Linked DNA regions of Capsicum annuum: region 1 is linked to region 2. Evidence: chromatin contacts called from public Hi-C data. All regions are on one chromosome and are shown on one strand. Each heading gives the region's core, a stretch centred on a gene start, on an enhancer-like site or on the middle of the called end of the contact. The rest is flanking DNA. Distances are from core to core; before and after follow the strand shown. Region 1 has its middle 29 kb from the start of LOC124899679. Region 2 holds the start of LOC107873479.

Region 1 (5,710 bases), core at 2,695-5,194, 140 kb before region 2:
ACATATATGTAATCAAAAAATACATGATACATAACTTAAACACTAAAAAATACAAATAAATACATATGTTACCCTCTAGAATGACCTAGGACAGTTCAAAGACAAATCCAACACCGTACAAAAATACATATGGTATGCATTTGTATATACAAAATACAAATATATGGATATACCCCCAAAAAATTTATAATACATTTGCGACATAATACATCTGCCTAATTGCGCTTGAACTACATATTTCTTCTTCATATAGACACCATAAATATTCTTATAACGAAAAATCTTGTACTGCTCCTTTGATAACATCGCCTTAATACGTTCTTCAATATCATTGATTGTGTGACATCCTATATGTGGTGGAAACCTTGAAAAGTACTCTTGCCATGAATATATTGATCACGCGGCACCTATAGAACAAAATAATGACATAAATCTTTATTACATGTACTTTTCACAAAACAAATAATACAAAATACATAGTATGCATATGTTTTCTTTTACATAATAATTATTACATTACAAAAAAATACATATAACTCTACATATGTATTTACAGAATACATGCCTAATTCATATGTGTATTACCATACAAAAAATACAAATATAACTCTGATATGTAGTTATGAAATACATATCAGATTCATACTAAATAGTAACAAACATAACTATTCTATATATCTTCTTATGTATTTGCGAAATACAAAGGTGACTCATATAAAACAATAAAATTCAAATGCATATCTTAAACAGTAACAACTACAACTATATACATATACATATAACTAAACTAAAAAATACATAATACATATCATGAACATTAAAAAAGTACTAAAAAATATATATGTTACCCTCTAAAAATATATATCAACATAACCATATGTATATAAAAAATACATATACTGCACATGACCCATAAGCTAATAAAATTACAAATACATATATCTCTTCGACTTTATCTTCTTTGAAATCGTATTTAGAAGAATTTTGACCGACATGGCTTGAAATTTTACTTGATTCTCCCATTTTCTTTAACTTTCTCTTTTTCTCAGATCTTTGCATTTTGTGGAAATTGGAGATGAAGGTTTCTCATTCCTTTTTGTTTCATAATTTTCGTAATCTTCTACGGATTATTACGATGCTTCGATCTCACCTGTTCTATGGTCACTGCTTTCTTCGATTGAATAGGCGTAGAAACAAATTTAAGATCTTATCTTGTTTTAATCCTCCATAATCTCACAATAAAAAATTAACAAAACTCCAAAGAAAAATCGCAAGAACAATGTTGAACAAAAAAAATAAAAAATACAAAATTTATAGAATGTGGAAGAGATAATATGAATAACTGTAATTTGATAGTTACCTTATTTGATGGAGCATGATATTTATCAACAATGTGAAAAAGATTGATAAACGGGTAAGAAATTAGAATGAAATCTGAAAAATAAGCACAATTTAAAAAAATATGGTAAGATAAGAGAGAGATAAAGTAATGGAGTGAAAATAGGAGAGAGGTAGTGAAACACACGTGTTTAAAATTTATGGGCAAAAAAAATGCTATTTTTGCTACAAAATATAATTTTGTGAAAGTATTGCTATTTATTGTAATTATGGTCTTTAAGTTTGTCACTTCCTGTAATTTGCTACAACTAGCTTGTGGCCCAAGTTGAAGTCCAAGAGTAGAAATAATTGGGTCCGAAATTCAGCCTTCAAGAGGTACAAAGTGACACCCAAAAGTGCCCCAAATCAGCCCACTAGGAGGCCAATTTTAGGCCTTTAGTGGAGCTGAAACCAACATCTCCTTGCTTGCTCAAACTCGTGAGCTAGTTATTGCTTGTTTAAATTTGTGACATATTAATTGCTAGCTCAAACTCGTGACTTAGGAATTGCTTGCTCGAACTCGTGACTTATAAGTCATTCAATAAATTTTCAATGCTTTAATGTATCAACTTTTTCATGGTTGTTACCTATTGTAATAATTACTGCCCGAACTCATGATTATAAGTCACATAACAACTTTATCATGACCTTAACATTCCAAAGTTTTAGAGGGCTATTATCTTTTGCAGTAATTGCTTGCTCGAACTTGTGGCCTATCAGTCACATCAAAACTTTACCATTGCTTAATGTACCAAAATTTTGGATGGTTGTTACCTATTGTAATAATTGCTTGCTCGAACTCTACCTATAATTCACATGACAACTTTATCGTTGCCTCAATGTACCAACGTTCGGGACGATTTGCTTTACCTACTGTAGAAAGTGCTCGCTCTAACTCGTGACCTTTAAGTCATATGACAACTTTATCATTGTTTCAATCAGGGGTGGGCATGGTAAGGTGCGGTACAATATTTTAAACTTCGGTACGGTAACTTCGGTTTTCGATATCTAAAAGAACAATACCATTACCATACCAAATTAATTCAGTATGGTTCGATATTTTTAAATTCGGTTTCGATATTTTACGGTATGGTGATTCCGTAACTATACTTTATTTGATTTCAACTTACATATATTCATATAAAAAAATCTATAACTTTAAACTTCAAAAACATCTCAATCATATCAAACTAACAACTATCTTTGTCAATCAATTATACAAAAAGAACATTTAAATTAGGATTGAGTAGTCTAAAATGCAAACTCTGAACAACATTATCTAAACTTAAGCATAGTACTTCTAAATAATAAGCTTCCAAAAATTTTATTTCTGAATAAAAGTTACTTTTATGTTCAATTGGCTAATAGATAATGTATAAATATATTTAATAATCTTAAAATATAATATATATGAATTTTGTATATAATTTAAAAACTTTGGTGCGATATACAGTATTTCAGTATTTATTGCATAAATACCAAATACCATATCAAATACCAAAATAATTTAAAATTTCTACCAAATACCATAACATCCATACCACGATATAAATTTTTTTATTTTTGATATGGTATTCAGTATATATCATACCATGCCCACCCCTAGTTTCAATATACAAATATTTTGATTGGTTGCTACCTACTGTAGTAACTACTTACCCGAACTTGTGACCTAGATGTCATACGATAACTTTATCATTTTTTCAATGAACCGAAGTTTTGGATGGTTACCTATTTTATTATATTATGTTATTAGTTTGAATACAAAATTTATTTTGACTGTTTGTTAAAATTTATTGTATATCATCATTACCTACGTCGTTAGGTAACAACAAAAAATATCATTTTGTATATGAATTGATTTATTGTGATTGTGTAGCTGCCTTTTTTTAAATCTCATTTTGTCTTTATTTTATTATTTAACTAATATATGGATACACGTGCGTCCCTGTGAACCAGTTCAAACTTTCTGAACCAATATGTACACGTACGTGGGTGCACTTTTATTCCTGTGAATTAATTCAGACTCTCTGAACCACACAAATAAATTAAAACATGTATGTGAGATATGGAAAACCTGCAAATTCAGTTAGAAAAATGTTAAATAAATATTATCTGCAAATTCAATTAGAAGATTTTATTATTAAAACAAAATCAATATTAGATTAAACTTTGTACAAAAGGACATATATATAATGATGAATACATTATGCTGACTTTATTGGCTTTCCCCATGTTAGTATCAGTTCATATTCCCTATTTTTCATCCAAAAACCATTAATTAGGAGTTGGGGACGGGGATGGGGGAAAATACTGTACGTCTTCCACCATATGAAAAAGTGAAAACAATATATTCTTACTTCAAGATTATATATGCAAGGAAAAAATAATTACAAATCTAAATATAGTTGAAGAAATTCAACTAGAATCATAACATATAAGTATGGGCTTCAATTGCAGATCCAAAGGTGTTTTGTTTGAGAAGAGAGTTCAAACCCAAGGAGAATAAATAGTCCAAATACTACAACTATTTGGTGCCCAGGTTGAAGTCCAGGGTAGAAATATTGGAGTAAAAAATTTCATCGTTGAAGAGGTACAAATGGCGCTCAAAAGTGCCGAAACAAGGCCAATTTCAGCCCTCAAGTGGAGCTGAAACTAGCATCTCCTTACTTGCGCGAACTCGTGATCTAGTAATTGCTTGCTTAAAATTCATGACTTAGTAATTGCTTTGTCAAACTCGTGATTTATATATTGTTCGATAATTTGTCATTACTTTTATGTATCACTGTGTTTAATGGTTTTTACCTATTGTAATAATTGTTTACTCGAACTCTTGACTTATAGGTCACATGACAACTTTATCATCGGTTCAATGTACTTATATATTGTAGTAATTTTTTGCTCAAACTCATGACCTATAAGTCAAACAACAATCATTGCTTAAAATTTCCAAAGTTTTGGATGGTTGTTACTTGTCGTAGTAATTGCTTGCTCAAACTCATGACCTACAAGTCATATGATAACTTTATCATTGCTTCAATATACAAAAGTTTTGGATGGTTTTTACCCTTTGTAGTAATTGCCTTCTCGAACACGTGGCCTTTAGGTCATATGAAAACTTTATCATTGTGTCTATGTATGATGGTTGCTACCTATTGTAGTAATTGCTTGCTCGAACTTATGACTTATAAGTCACACAACAACTTTATCATTATTTAAAGGTACCGAAGTTTTGGATGATTGTTACCTATTGTATATGTTGTTAATTAGTTTAGCTATAATGTTTATTTTAATTATTGCTTAAATTTTATTGTATCGTATCATTAAATTTATCGTTAGATAATGAAACAAGACTCATTTTGTGTAACGAACAATTTGAGATGATCGTGTCCTTAACTTTTCCTTTTCTCACATTTTGTCTTTACTGTTATTTAGATAGTAAACCAATCCGGACATGTGGTTGCACGTGTATCCCTGTGAATTAGATCAAGCTTTATAGAAAGGACCATATATATTAACTAAATTATGTTGGCTTTGTTTGGCTGCCCTATATCAGTATCATTTCATATATATGATACCCTCCATTGCGATTTATACGAGTTCTTTGATTTGGCAGTGAGTTTAAGAAACAAAAAGAACTTTTGAAACTTGTGGTCTAACATAAGTCATAGATGCTTGTGTGATTATAAATCATTTTATTAAAGGTAAAATAGACCCTTCAAAGTTAACTTGTTACTAAAAAAGGTAACACGTCATTCTTACCACCCAACCATTCAATTATTACATAAGACATTGTTAAAACTTAAAACATAAATAAATCCATGAATAGTTTTTTTTCAACAACAAAACTTTATCACGAAAAGATACATTTTGGAATTATACTAAACAACTTCTCATAACCTAGTCTAAACCAATACAAGAGAGCTAAACAAATGGAGGAATGGCCCTAGACACAACATCCGTGTGGGAGTAGGAGCAGGAGCTGCTGCAGAATAGATGACGCTGCACCTATAGAAACTCCAACTGACCTTCAACATGACTAATCTCCAAATGGAGATATATTAAGTACAGTATCAGTACAACCACACATATATTCTTTTGTGAATTTATGCACCTAAAGTGTCATAATCTACGCTTGTTTAGCCTAATTTCGAGGACTTCTTGCGTGTGTAATGGGTTGATAACGGTATAACTAAACATCTATGTGTTAAACCATATGTTTATAATGTTTAAGGTTTGTTTAAAACAAGTTTGTAATTAGTTTAGTCACATAGAGTTTAGACCAATAACTAGTGTTACTAGCTTGAGCTATGTGTTGTTCTAGTATATCTCG
Region 2 (5,602 bases), core at 1,779-4,278:
TACAACAATCTTCTCCGAACTGGGTACGCCTCTCACCACCTCCTCCAAAGCCTCCCAAAACCGCATCTTCTCCTTCCTCTTCGATCCCACTTGCGGCGCATAAGCACTACACACGTTCAGGGTAAACCCCTGAATGACCAACTTAATAGTCATCAACCTATCGTTGATCCTCTTTACCTCCACTATCTGATCTCTAAGCTCTTCATCTACTAAGATGCCAACTCCATTCATACGCCTCTCGCTCCCAAAGTACCACGCTTGTAACCATCCACATCCCTAGCCTTAGACCCTACCCACTTGGTCTCTTGGACACACGCAATGTTGATCTTCCTCTTCCTAAGAATCTTCACAAGCTCTATGGACTTACCCTGAAGGGTCCCTATATTCCAAGACCCAACCCTCAGCCTACCGTCGCTATCCACACGCCCTCCACTACCCCCCCCCCCCCCCCCCCGCGGCCAAACCTTGGCCTCCCTCCCACCCCCGCCCTCTCCCCATCCCCCACCCCTACCACGGCCCCACGCCCCAACCCCCTCGGACATGACCCTATCCACCCATTACCGCCCACAGCCACAATTACACGAAAGTATAGGAAAATATAAAGATATACATGGTGGTAGTATCAAAGCAACAGCAAGGAAATACAAGGCTCACACAAATTCAAAGGAATACTCCCGAAAGGAAACTATACTCAATTAGGGGGCAAACACACAGCCCCAAATGCAGGTTCCCCGTAAATAACCCAATTCAAAGCAGTGGAAGAAACGACCACAGCAACAACAACAACAGACAATAGACAATGTCCACAAATCCCACGCAAGTCAAGGTACAGGGGCTACTACTAGCATAATATTAAGAATGGAATATGAAATAATGAAATAAAATGCAATATGAAATAACGAAATAACAAAGGTTAGAAGTCACCGGATTTCGCTTGGAGCTGCGGCTGCTGGAGACGGTGCGGCGGGTGCAGACGGAGTTGCGGCTGAAGACCGAGCTTCGGCTGTTGGAGACCGAGTTGGTGGCTGGAGACTGGGCGGCGGCTGGCTGAAGGCCGAGGTGGGGGGAGGGCTGGTGTAGCCCGCGGGAGGGGGAGGGAACGACTTGGAACCGGCGGTCGGCGCCGGAGGGTGGCGGGGAGCGGCGACCGGAGGTCGGAGCCGGCGGTCGGGTCGGGTCGGGTCGGCGCCGGGGACCGGAGGTCGGGGCCGGCGGTCGGGTCGGGTCGGCGCCGAAGGTCAGCGACGGTGCCGGGGACCGGGGACCGGGGCGAGAGAGATGGAGAGAGGGTAGGGAGAGAGAGAGAGAGAGAGCCGTTGGAGAGAGAGAGAGCCGTTAGGGTGGCGTCGGGGACCGGACTTCGGGACCGGAGGTCGGGTCGGGTCGGCGCCGACGACGGGGGCCGGCGACCGGTGCGAGCGAGAGAGAGGGTAGGGAGGAAGAGAGAGCTATGAGACAGGGATTGTTTACGGAAATTGATCCATAACTTGAAGTATATAAGTAATAAATTCATGTAAAGAATTCTAAAGTTTGAATACATAATATAAATCTTAGATTCACCCAGGAAGTAAGGAATAGTAAGCACTGAAGGATTCGTTTGGTAGGTTAGATTATTTTCATAATCTATGGATTAAATGATAGGAGTACTTAATATATTATTTGGTAACAATTTTAAAGTTATCTATAACTAATATATGGATTAGTTATACATCATATATGGTAATATAGGGTGTATAACTAATACATTCAAGTTAGTGGGATTAGTAATCCATGGATAAATATGTGTCAAGACAAAAGCGCCCTCAAATTTCTTTAATCTTTTTGCTAAATCTTTTCAATTTATTCAATGTGAGTTATTTCTTTTTAATTTATCAAGATAATAATATTCCTCCAAATAATTTTAGTCATAAAAAAACTACTCAATTAACTTAAAAAATATTTATTGGTCAAAATCCGAAAATAAATTGCATGATTGCATACAAACTTTAATTTTATAAATATGGTATTCATAAATAAAAATAATTTTTCTAATTAACTTTAACACTTTACGGAACACAAATTTATGTTAATAATAATTCTATTGTCTCAATCAAAAGTTACACGTATCTCCCTCCAACGTAAGAACATCACAAAGTGGAAACAACAAATAAATGATGAGCAAATAAAGAAAAGATAATAAAAAAAAATTGTAAGTGGTAAATAATTAGTTATATTTTTATTTTTAAAAAAGAATAATAAAGTTTTGTAAAGAAAATACACAAAGTTATAATATGTCAAGGGTATTTTTGTAAACAAATAATATTTTTTTTAAAATATAACAATACATATTATTTTCAATACATCAAACTAAATATTGTATAAAAGATAATCTTAGTATTACTAATCTCTGCATTACTAATTTCAACATTACTAATATAACTTATTCAGTATTATTTTATACACTCTACCAAACGACCTTTCAATGTGCAACATAAATTTTTGTATAAAAATTTCATATGGCAAATAAAACAGGTTCAATGTAAATAATTTTAAAAGTTAAATATTTAAAATTTAAATTTTGTATCCGGTGACAGAACCAACTTCCAAACAATGATCAAAATATCTTAAATCGTTTCAAATCTCGTGTGCATTATTTGTAAATCTATTGTGCGTAAAAATACAGATCTCGTATTAAAGAAAAACAAAACTAAAAACGAATTTTAATAAACTACAAAACGAACGGTCCCATAATTTCCAAAATAGGGTTGGACATAAATTACTGAATCAAAATTTACCACAACGAACAGTTGTTTTATCCCAAATTTTTTAATTTAATTTTTTATTTTATTTAATTTTTTTATTAATCAAGACAAAATTTTTATATTTTACCCTTTACATTAATTACTTTTTTTTTTTAAAATTAAAATGTAAACATCAAATATAATAATAAATTAACTATATTATTAATTATTTTTTCAATCAATATATCATTTCAAATATATTCACTTCCAATTACCAAAATCAAACTTTGGAAATATTAAATGCACACCGTACCCTACGACCATACATGGACAAAATATCTTTAGTAAACCGAAATATCTACCCCAAAGGTATCTAACTACTTTTCAAGATTTGCAACACTTGATATGATATTGAACCGCCCTTTTTAGAGAACTTATAACATCAAAGAAATAATACTTCTCAAGATTTTAACAAGTAGAAGAATTGAAGAAATGGAAGTGAGTGGAAATATCAGACCAAATAGAAGTGATGTGCATGTATCAAAAGAGGAAGAAGCAAAGATAGAGGAGACAACAAGGGAGTATTTTGATGGCATTGCACCAAAGAGACATACTAAGCCTCAAAGAAGTGAATATTCTTCTACTTATGTTGATCAAATGAATACGACTCCTTCTGATGGTACAATTATCCCTGAAAATCTTGAATTCCAACGTCTTGAGAATGATACTCAGGTCTACCTCTTTCTCTTGATTTGTCGGTCTTTTTATCGGTAAATGTAGGATTCAGGATTTGAAGCTTATGGGTTTTGAACAGAAGCTGATCTAGGATGTAACCTTTATAGGTTCAACCTCTCTGATTCTTAAAGTTGAACTGGTTATATTTTAAAGTTAGTGTATCATAACTACTACAGTATTTATTTGCAAATTTTATGATTTCTTATGCAGAAATTTGTAATCGGTTTTGAAAGTACTAGCTGGGCTTTGAGTCATAATTCTTTTTGCTTAATAGGTTCTGAGTAGGTTATTTGCACATATTAGATGCATTTTAAATACAAATATGATGTTTGAGCTAAAGTTACTGAACAGAGCTCTTAACTACACCTTAAGAATGATCCTCGAGTCAAACTCTTTCTTTTCTCATTTTTCTCTTTTGGGGTTTCTTGTTGGTGATTTATATGTCGGTAGAAATTGTAGAAAGAGAACTTGTAGTGATAGAGAAACTACGTTTTTGATATAATATTGGAGCTAGATGAGGTTCATCGAAGAGAAATGATGATTAGTGAGCACTCACATAACTGAACTCAACTAGCTTGGAAATGAAATGGAGCAATATTGTAGTTAGTTAACAAATTAAGACTAGGAAAGGCTATATTCGAAACTTAATTTATAATTCTAAATTTACCAGCAAATCTGGTTTTCTCTTGATCCAGTTGAATCACACTTTTGTTGATCCAATGACAAAGAAATAGCACTTCCGTTTGAGCGTTGAATCACGTGTAATTCGCTCATAAGGAAGATCACGGAGGATGCTAAAAATATCAGGGAAGATACATGCTAACAATGGGTAGGAAACAGGAACCAATATAATCTGTTATACTAAAATCAATGGAATTGTGACCTCTTGACCACTTAAGACAAGGATTAAAGGGACAAATTTGGCAATTTTTAAAGAAAATAATTGTATTGTCCGGGCCAGCTTTTGTACCACTCAATTAAATCCACAGAATGAATACCTGTTACCTCTTACCAACAATAAATATCAGATAACTCTATCCAAGCTAAGACAAATGGAAAGAATTATGCGGTAATTTTTGTTTCTGCTGGAATCTGATATATGTCTTGTTATTGGTGTGCAGAAATTGGTTTATAATGGAAGTGGCCAAGTGACAGAGGAATTTGTGGAAACAGAGTATTACAAAGATCTCAATTGCGTTGACAAGCAGCACCACACGGTTCCTACTCTCACTCTTAACAGTCCTATTAACTAATTTTCCAATTACAGTCAGAACTTCTATCATTTGTCTGGATATCTTTTGACTACTATATCGAATGTTGTCTTCTGTTTCAATTTATGTAACACCTTACGAGTTTCGATATTCAAAATTAGTCTTTTTGACCGTAATTTTGTCTTTTAAATATTTTTGAATTGTCATTTATTATGATTTATGACTTATAGTACTTTTTACGTAGTTTTTAAAGTGTAAGTTTCGTTTCAAAAAATTTAAAAATTCCATATCTGAATTTGAAGTTAAAATTAAAAGATTTAACTCTCAAAATTAAAATAGTCCCATATGAATTGGGATGTGGTGATATGAAAATTGGTTTGAAAGAAAAAGTAAAATATTGTTATAGATGTTATAAAGATCTTTGGCTGTATTCCTTCTGTCCATATTGCTTCAATACTTCAAAAATGTCAGCATGACCATGTAGAATTCTCTAAAATAATGCGATTTTGAAGGATTTGACTTGCTCCTGCCAATATTTTTAGATAATCGGAGCATTGTAAATTTTGGTTAAAAATGAGGTTAATGAAGTTTTTCTTTTTCTTTTTTCTTTTTTTTTTTTTTTTTTGGAAAAAACGCAGACAGGAACAGGATTTATCAAGGTGGGGAATGGAAATGGGAACACTTTCAATATAGGAGTTGATTCCGGTACTGATTCAAGCCATGTTTACAAGGGGAATCCAGCTACGAATGATTGGATTCCATCTCCTGTTGATGAGGTATGCACCAAATGCAACTTCTTGTAGGATTTTTTAATTTTTTTTTTTAGAACTTTTCGTTGCTAGATAAATTTCTTTAGAGAGGAGCAGTAGTAAGACAAGATAGAATTTTTAAAATCACACAATAAATTGTAAGGGTGAATTGATTAAGATCCTCCTA

Evidence for each region. Hi-C and Micro-C count contacts between places; a contact is called where the count stands out from the background.
Region 1: a contact with region 2 is called in a Hi-C map of leaf, with 2.7 times the contacts expected there. The contact joins the enhancer-like site here to the promoter of LOC107873479 in region 2. A contact is called at or near these places in 2 of 5 Hi-C or Micro-C datasets (bud and leaf).

What each region holds. Positions count from the first base shown.
Region 1 is chr6:30,154,230-30,159,939 of UCD10Xv1.1, reverse strand. No RefSeq gene overlaps it. Among protein-coding and RNA genes, the nearest start is that of LOC124899679, 29 kb to the left of the region's middle. Within about 2 kb of position 3,944, at least 5 of the 5 cell types and tissues checked have an H3K27ac peak or open chromatin away from gene starts, as enhancers often do. A contact at or near this core is called in bud and leaf, where this site is marked.
Region 2 is chr6:30,016,772-30,022,373 of UCD10Xv1.1, reverse strand. It overlaps LOC107873479, which reads left to right and starts at 3,028. Exons shown (of 4, transcript XM_016720337.2): 1 at 3,028-3,452; 2 at 4,577-4,672; 3 at 5,305-5,442. The coding sequence starts at 3,213.